Regions from separate parts of the Mus musculus genome. Here region 2 is linked to region 1. A link is a contact called in public HiChIP or PLAC-seq data. All regions are on one chromosome and are shown on one strand. The core of a region is the stretch at or near the end of the contact, and the rest is flanking DNA. Distances in the headings are between cores, read along the strand shown.

Region 1 (4,398 bases), core at 1,222-3,721:
AGTTCTATCGTGTAAAAATACTCTGTCTCGCTGAGTTTGCCCAGGTTGAACCTGGTATAGGATTAAAGATTCTGTCTAAGTACCACGCAGTAACCACAGGAGCATGCTAAGATTAGAGATTCTGGCTTCTTCTGTATCTTTCCTGCAATAGACCTTGCAATATAGCGTGCTGCTCATCCCCTTCCCAGCCACCACACTGGCACAGAACCGGGTCTCCTTTTGAGGAGTTCCGAGGAAAACTTACTCGGTTTCAGGGGGAAAGGTAGAATGATTGTGGACGAAATGGTGAAATAGTTTATTAGTTTTGTGAAACTTAACTTCTGTTCAGAAACTGGAAATACAGGCTGGGCTGTAAGTGGCTGGAGTGTTTGCCTATAGCATCCAGGAAGATCTGTGTTTGGTCCTCAGCATCACATAAACTGTGGATGTAGAAACTCAAGTCTGTAATCCCAGCACTAGAGATGTAGAGGCAGGAGGATCAGGATCACCCTCAGCTAGGTACTGAGTTGAGGCTAGCCTGGAGCTATCTGAGACCCTGATTCAGGACAAAGCCCATAAACTCTATAGAAATGATTTTATGATTTTGTGTCCTATAATTCCTAGCATTGGTGAGTTAGAGGTTTGCAACTTTTTTCTTTCTTTCTTTTTTTTTTTTGTTTTTGTTTTTGTTTTTGTTTTTTTTTTTTTTGAGACAGAGTTTCTCTGTGTAGCCCTGGCTGTCCTGGAACTCACTCTGTAGACCAGACTAGCTTTGAACTCAGACATCCACTTGCTTCTGCCTCCCAAGTGCTGGCATTAAAGGCATGCGCCACCATGCCCAGCTGGTTTGCAACATTTTAAGGAAGGAATTCAGCATTGCTTTCTTACTCGCTGCTCTGCTGTCCACTCCTTTGCAGGTTAAGTATTGGTTACTCAGCCTGTCAGAGCAAGCGGGAGCTCCGTGCTTCAGCAGTCAGAGCGGGCAAACTGCAGATCCTCGCATCTTTTAAATGCTTCAACCTCAAGTCCAGAATAATCAGAAAAAGCACTCAGCAGATGAAGTGATATCAAAAGTAGACCTGAAGACATGCCACAAGCCATTGCTTTTCTTTTCTTTTTTTTTTTCCATTTTTTATTAGGTATTTAGCTCATTTACATTTCCAATGCTATACTAAAAGTCCCCCATACCCACCCACCCCCACTCCCCTACCCACCCACTCCCCCTTTTTGGCCCTGGCGTTCCCCTGTACTGGGGCATACAAAGTAGGTACCTACTTACTTTTAAAATCATCATAATTGTCACATCTGTGTATAGCAAAGGTTCTCAACCCTTGGGTCATGGCTCCGGTTGGTAACCATCTCTCTCCAAAACTATTTATATTATAGTTCATAATAATAGCAAAATTATAGTTAATAAGTACTAAGGTAATAATTTTATGGTTGGGGGTGTCTCCATAACCCGAGGGTCATCATAACATAACTACAATTAAAGGGTTGTAGGATTAGGAAAGTTGAGAGCCACTTGTGTACAGGGACAGCTGCCTTAGGAGGCTTCCATTCTCTGAAGACTTCTTAGGTTGCTTAAGCCTAAATGGCACAATCCTGTCTTGATGTGACTTTCCTCCAGGAGGAACTATCTTAACTCAAGACATCAGACTTTTCCCCTCACAGAGATGGAAGGGGTGGGTGGAGAGCAGAGAGTTGGTCAGAAGGAAGGAGTTGATGTAATGACTGGGGGGGCAGGAATCACTGAAGAGTTTCTATACAGTGGCAGTACACAATTGACTGTGCACATTTGCAAAAACCCAACCCAAACAAACAAACAAACAAAAAAAACATACAAATGAAATCCCATAAATCGGACATTTGTCCTCCTCTCAGCGGAGCAGACAATTGTCCAAGTGGAGGTTGTTTCCTCTGTTTGGAAGACTGATGTCAAAATAATGAAAGCAATGAGAGACTCACATTGCCCCACCTCTCCATTTTCTAGTTGAAAATCACCTACCCAGCAAACATGTTGCCTAAATGCCCTGTGCACTGAGTTCAAGTTTACTCAGCCTCTCTCTCAGCCAGTCTTTGGATTCTTTTTGTCTCCTTAATTGTAAGAGAACAGTGATTTCAGTGGTGGTGGGAGATTTGGTGGGCTGTAATCTAAAATCCTGGAGGGCAAGGAGAGGATTTTTTCAAAAGAATCCAAAACCAAGCTTTTACAGCAGATGTTAAGAAGTTATGTGACAGCAAGAGATTCCAGTAAGGGACTTTCAAAGCTGGCTACTCCTTAGAAGACTTCTAGGAAGAAGAGCTCATTTTCCTCTCTCTCTCTCTCTCTCTCTCTCTCTCTCTCTCTCTCTCTCTCTCTCTCTGTGTGTGTGTGTGTGTGTGTGTGTGTAAGTGTAAGCAATTCGATAGGCAAAAAGACAAATAGGAACTCCCTTAAGTTCCTCTCTTCCCAACCCATTTGGCAATCCAGCGAGCAACCTTTGCTTTTGGCTGTTGGGTAAGACAATAGATATACAAGATAGTCACAAGGCAATCTCTCTATGTCCTTTATCAGGATTAGCTGTTACACCAATAAGCAAAACAGGGAGGTGGGGTTTTTCCATCACTGGCCTTTGCTGTTCCTGGGTGCCAGATGGCATTATATCCATGAAGGGAGAAAAAAAATGCTTCCAGTTTCAATGTTGACCAGGCGCTGTTACTTCCACTCGATCACACTGTTTGGGGCTCTCTTTGATGTACAAACTCTCCAAAGATAATGAAATGCGTTGGCAGCTGGCTAATGGCTGGGAAAGTGCAAACCCTGAATTGAACCCTTCCCATCCGACTATTCAGTAGCTAGGTAGTCAGGCCCAAGCTGCAGAAGGGGCAGAGAGGCTGGTTGCCAGGCAGGCCCTGAAGTCCCGGGCAAGCTGCTGCGTTGTCGTTCCCCTCTCCTCCCCCACACAGAAGTGGTCCGTGCCTGCTGTAGCAAAGGGAAAATAAATCCATCAGCGCCAAGCACGGGCTTATTTTGAGCTGGCTGCTGGAATTTATTTAAGAGCCTGGTGCTTACAGGTAAACAAAGCCATCCTCAGAAGGCGGGGCTTGGGAAGGTGATCTGAGAACTGTGGGTTTTCTTCAGTAGAGGAGGTAGAACCCGCATCTTTATGTAAAAACAGGGGGTATAAATTTAACTCTGTGGCTGCTGGTCTTTTCAGTGGCCTAGATCACTGGACAAATAGAGCATGGGTAATTGAAGGGGGCGGGGCTCTTCTCACTCCTTTCTCCTTGGCTATCTGATGCTCTTGCCTATCTCCACCACTACAGCCCCAGGAGAGTAGCATTGAATTTGTGGGACCCTCAGGCCTCACTTCTCAGTGCCAACCCCGCAGCTGAATTGGTCCCCAATGTGGTTCTGTCTTCTAGACCCTCTTTCCCCCTAAAATAAGCAACAACAACAGATCACTTTTGCACTTTTTGTTCTTTTGGGACAGGGACTTGCTATGCAGCTCAGACTGGCCTGGAACTCACACCATCCCACCATCCCCCACCTGCCTCCGACCTCAGAGTGCTGTGATCTCAGGCCTGCACCACCCTGCCAAGCTACAATTATTTCCTTTGTTCCTAGAATGTAAGTCTGAATTCTATAGGGGACAGGCCAGCCCTATGGGTTGACAACCAAAAAAAAAAAAAGGTAGAAAAATACTTAAAAGAATATGAGGGGGAGACAGCTGGGTCCGAAAGGTGCTTATCATGCATTGATGAGACCTGAGTTCAATTCCTAGCACCCAGGCTAAACAACGTGTGTGGAAGCTTGTGATTTCAATCCCAGTGTTGGGGGATGCTGAAGTAAGCAGATTGATGGGCTCTCTGACCAACTAGCCTGCCCAGTCAACCAGCCCCAGGTCCTCAAAAACAAGTTAGGATAGCTTCTGAGGAATGTCTGTGGAGGGTGGTCTCTTAGCATCCTCAAACAAGTACGCAGTGCGCGCGCGCGCGCGCACACACACACACACACACACACACACACACACACACACACACACACATAGACAGAGACACAGAGAGAGAGAGAGACAGGCAGAGAGACAGAGAGACAAAGACCACAAGCATATTTTTGGAGTTATGGTAACTGATCGAGATTTAGAAAGGTTGGTATCTCTAAGTAAGACTGTAGCCATCCATGCATAGATGCCCCGTGGCTGCATTAGCAGCCGCAGAGGTTTCAGAGCCCGACTGTGCGGCACACACAGCATTTATTAAACAACATGCCCCCTTCCAGAGAAACTGTGCCCCCCTTGAAGCTTTCTGTAGGACTTGACTCATTCCCTTAGCCCATCCCTAAAGCCTTCGTATCAGTTTGGTTGGCCCAGAAGCTCTCACAGCCCCACTGTTTTCATCACTTTTATCTGGAAAAAACAACAACAACAAAAGATTATT
Region 2 (4,398 bases), core at 1,097-3,596, 310 kb after region 1:
AGAAATTTCCCACCTTACAGTTTAGATGATTTACCTAACTTCTAGACAGGCAATTATAGCAATAGCTCTGTGTCTATTTCAGGTTATCATCCTGTTTCTTGTCTTGTGGCAACCCACAGGATCCTCTGGTACCTGAAATGCAAAAGGAATAGTTGTTGTACTGAGTCCTGTGGCTTCACTCTCCTGTCACCAACCTTGTACAAAGACTTTTGTAACTAACATGATTTTTTTTTTTATTTTTTTACTGAAAAATCAGCTAGTGTCTTGAAAGGCCTTGGAGAGTTAACTCTATGAGTCAGTTAATGTGATAGACATTAGTAAATAATAGACAAAATGAGCATTAGTAGCTGAGCCAACATGAGTGAAGAGTGGGTCTTCAAGCCTTGGCTTTATCTGATGCAGGAGTATAGAAATATTTCCTCAATAAGTGAAATCATGCTGTAAGAGAATCCACATGTGAAGCCCTTAAAATGAGCCTCTTACAGGAAAGAGATTGCTATTAGTATCCTGAGCCACATAATAGCCCTTCAGTCAATGCCAGCCATAAATGATCTTAATTCTATAGATGGTAGGGGAGATACCATATCCCATCGCTTTGTGACTTCATAGCCACCACCATGCTTTAGTGCAATGAGTTACTAAGCTGTGGTCAGCACACCTACTGTGATGCCAGGTATATGAGTATCTGGCTCTGAGACTTGCAAACGATATATAATACTAGAAGGTTTTGAAACAGTCATTACTGACTTGGGTATTTAATGTTATGTAAGTTTTATTTTATTTTAGAGTGTTATTCTTCTCTTCATTATAAAAAGAAATAATAATAATAAAAAAAAGCAGCTCTGGAATGATGTTGCTGTGTTCTGGCCAGAGTAAGCCTCGGGCATCTTGTGATTCTCTCCTGATTGCATTAGGGACACATTGAGTGGACCATATCCTCTACTTTTCCCTACTTTCATTTAAGTTCATTCTTGATTTCTGCACACTGCTAAACCTGTAAATCTCCAAGTGTCCCTGTCATTAAGTGGCACATGTGTTAATATTCTCAGTTGGTACTTCAGTCTCATCAGTTTTTATATTGAGAGAGATCAGGGCTAATCAGCGAACAGGACTTGAAGGAGACTCTTTCAGACTAGTTTGCCACCATATTAGTTTCATTCCCGTGGGATTGTGTAGCTGATGCTGACTCTCAATTCCAAGTTTACCAAAGAATGTAAGTATAAAACCATTTTATCCTCTCAGAAATGTTTTGTAGTTTCTATAGGGACATGTGCTACAACTTAAGTCTGAGCCTACCAAGAACAGCACAGAGTAAAATCAGTTCAAAGATCAAGCTGATTTTGGATCCCACGTGGTGAACACACCTCACAGATCCAAGATAGTATCACCTCTGGCTTCCTAGTCCTTAAATCACACCTTCTTCATTGCTACTTGAGACATTTGTCTCAACAAATGAATGTTCTAGCATTCTACATAAATTGGGATAGCTCAAGCCACTTGGAGCAGATAATAAAATGCGAACAGCTTCAGTTTTTCAACTTAGTGAAAGCATATAGTTTTGAAAGAATGTGTGTGTACTTTAATGTGGAAAATTTTACGGATATTATTTGAGGAAATCAGTTATTTATTGGTGGTTATAGTTCCATGAGATCCATACATCAAAAATAAGTAGCAAAAATAGCTTCCTTTTCAACTTCAACCAAATGAGTTTAATTTGCATGCACCCAAAGTCCCGAGGACCTTGTTGCAGGCAGCAGCAATTCTGCCCAACATCAAAGACCCCAGAGATCAAAACAGAATCTAGCTCTGAAGCAGGGAGCCTCTCACTTCCAGCGTTAACAGGCATATTTGTTTCCTCTTTTGCTGTTGGTCAGTTCAAGGCACTATCAAAGTCCATAGATGCTACTGATGTCTGAATGGCTCCGTTTTAACCTTGGAAGCAGCGAGCACGTGGAGAGCCTGACAGGAGAGGGAAAACCTGTGGTCTCTGGAAACTTGAAGCCATATTGTGTGCAGTTAGGGACGTCCATGGTGCCTCATTTTCTCTCTGGAAGGAACTACAATTGCTGGCGCAGGACTGGATTTATGTGGTCATGCTCTCCCTTTCCTTTCAATTTGTTTTTAGCATGTGATCAACATGAAAATCTCAACCGTCCTTGCTGGAGCTGCCTGAGGCAAAAAGGGGGGCGGGGGGGGTTGCTTTTTTGCAGGGTTCTATCATCTGTTAGGCAGGCTTGTTTGACTCTCCTTGTTTTGTTTTCACAGAGGGGGAAGCCAGAGCCAATCAAACAGTAAGCTTCTGGCTGTCTTAAAAGCAGGCCAGGGTAGCTTAAGGGACGCTAACACTTTCAAAGATCATTTTTGTGTGCGAGACAGTGATTGAAGGCAGCATAGAAAAGAACACAACGGGATTCAATTCACGTGACAAAAGGAAATTGTACAAAGTCTAATCCATTCCCATTACAGTCTCAAGATTGTAATCTTCCTTGGATGCTAAGCCTAGGAGTGATTTCCACTCCCCCCCCGCCCCCCCCCCCCGACAATATGCATCATCAAGTTGCTTTCGAAGTGGTTCTGTGGGCTGGAGGGAGGCGGCTCGAGTTATATAACATGCAATTTAAGATAATGGCCTTTGAAAAGGAGAAATTAATATAAACAGAGGAGGCCAACAAAGCCTCAGTCATCTAGAAGGTGGTTTCAGTCACCGCTGACATTAAACAATATCCCCCCCACCGAGCCCACACGATGTTTATTATCATTTAATTTCTTGCTTTCTTATCTTAGTGAAGCAGGGATCTCAAGCTCCGTTATGACTACAATTGGTAGAAAAATGCATTCATCGAAGTGAGTAACGAGATTCAGAAACGAAGCTCTCTCTCCTAACCTTTTGAGGCTTTTAAACATTCTACCAGAAGCATTAGCAGAAAAACGGAGCTATAGCGTTTCCATAATTATCCCAGCAATGTCTTTGTTCTTGTAATGATAGGACCCATACTTTCAATTTGCAGTGCTTAATAATAGCAGCTGTCTTGTCTGCTCAACTGTGGGGTTTTAGGGCTCCCATAATTATTCATTTTCACGCACTTGACAGTGGGTGTTTCCTTGAAATATTTCAGGCCACATCCCAAGGAGGAATTACAAAAATCCTTTTTAAGGGTTTTGCTATACATAACAATATTGAATTATGCATTAATAAAACAAAGTTAATTGACTCAGAGGTGCATAAACCCCAATTAACAGTATACCTCGGTACTGAGACCATCGGACGCACGCACGGAGGCAAGCATAATGACTGTATCATTAATGCATGAGGGTGGGTTGTCTCTCAGGCCCTAAAACTACCCACTTTGTTTTTCATTGCTTCCACACTTTTTCCTCATCAAACCTCCTCTCCCACTTTTCATTTTCTTCCTTTGTTTTTAGACATGTGTTGGAATCATTTCAATAGATGTGTACTCATACTCTAGTAATACTGTTTTCTTTGTCCCTCTCCTCATATTTCTAAATAAAAGTTATTAATGACTACTTTAAAAGTATTTTTTGGGGGGGATATCTATCCATTCTGCAGACAATGTAGTGGGCACTCCTTCCTTCTGATATGCATGGAACTAATTGCAATGATAAATAAAGTATGAATATGTGGAGTAAGCAGGGTAAATCACTTTCCATTGCTGTTTGTTCTCAATGAAGAATTGTTTCATAGCAAGAATCCAACCCATGCTCTGTGTCACCACTGACAGCGATGGGCTTTAGTTTATGTGCACAAATTGCTTTTTTTCTGGCTGTGTTTATATGTGCCAGGAGAGTGGTTCTAAAGACAAGGGAGGTGGTTTTATGGACAAGCCTAGAGAGATGCTGCAGGAGGTAATTGAAAGAGAGAGGGTTTTATTACATAACAGGGGCTGCTGCATATGTGTGTGGTATGGGAGAGAAGGGTAGGTGGTGTTGTCAGGCATTTACGGAATATGCACAGGATATTCCACTAGAATATGAACACTCTTCTTTGGTCCTTTTATTAAAGGATTTGTCTCAATAGTAGGGTAGAGGAAAGATGTTACATGTAGATCATATTCTACAATTATAAATAATTCATTCTAATTTTAAACAAAGATGGATTATATATTTTCTATCAGCATAAAATTAATGCATAATTTAATTAATTTATTATTAAAAACTTTTAAAAAGGGCTGGAGAGATGGCTCAGCAGTTAAAAGCACCGACTGTTCTTCCAGAGGTCCTGAGTTCAATTCCCAGCAACCACATGGTAGCTTACAACCATCTGTAATTAGGTCTGATGCCCTCTTCTAGTGTGTCTGAAGAGAGCAACAGTGTACTCATATACATAAAATAAATAAATTTTAAAAAAACTTTTACAAAAGTATATGTCCTTGTTACTCT

Evidence for each region. HiChIP or PLAC-seq counts read pairs in DNA pulled down with a chosen protein or histone mark.
Region 2: an H3K4me3 HiChIP or PLAC-seq map of embryonic basal ganglia shows a contact between it and region 1, with 4 times the contacts expected there. The contact joins two enhancer-like sites. A contact is called at or near these places in 5 of 115 datasets of contacts at active chromatin or transcription factors (differentiating embryonic stem cells, embryonic basal ganglia, embryonic forebrain and 2 more).

The regions. Positions count from the first base shown.
Region 1 is chr10:96,643,755-96,648,152 of GRCm38.p6, forward strand. No RefSeq gene overlaps it. Among named protein-coding and RNA genes, the nearest start is that of Btg1, 29 kb to the left of the region's middle. Within about 2 kb of position 2,472, at least 107 of the 459 cell types and tissues checked have an H3K27ac peak or open chromatin away from gene starts, as enhancers often do. A contact at or near this core is called in embryonic basal ganglia and embryonic forebrain, where this site is marked.
Region 2 is chr10:96,953,360-96,957,757 of GRCm38.p6, forward strand. Gm33981 (a long non-coding RNA gene) reads right to left here. Exons shown (of 3, transcript XR_380715.2): 2 at 14-132. Among named protein-coding and RNA genes, the nearest start is that of Gm33981, 3.3 kb to the right of the region's middle. Within about 2 kb of position 2,347, at least 45 of the 459 cell types and tissues checked have an H3K27ac peak or open chromatin away from gene starts, as enhancers often do. A contact at or near this core is called in embryonic basal ganglia and embryonic forebrain, where this site is marked.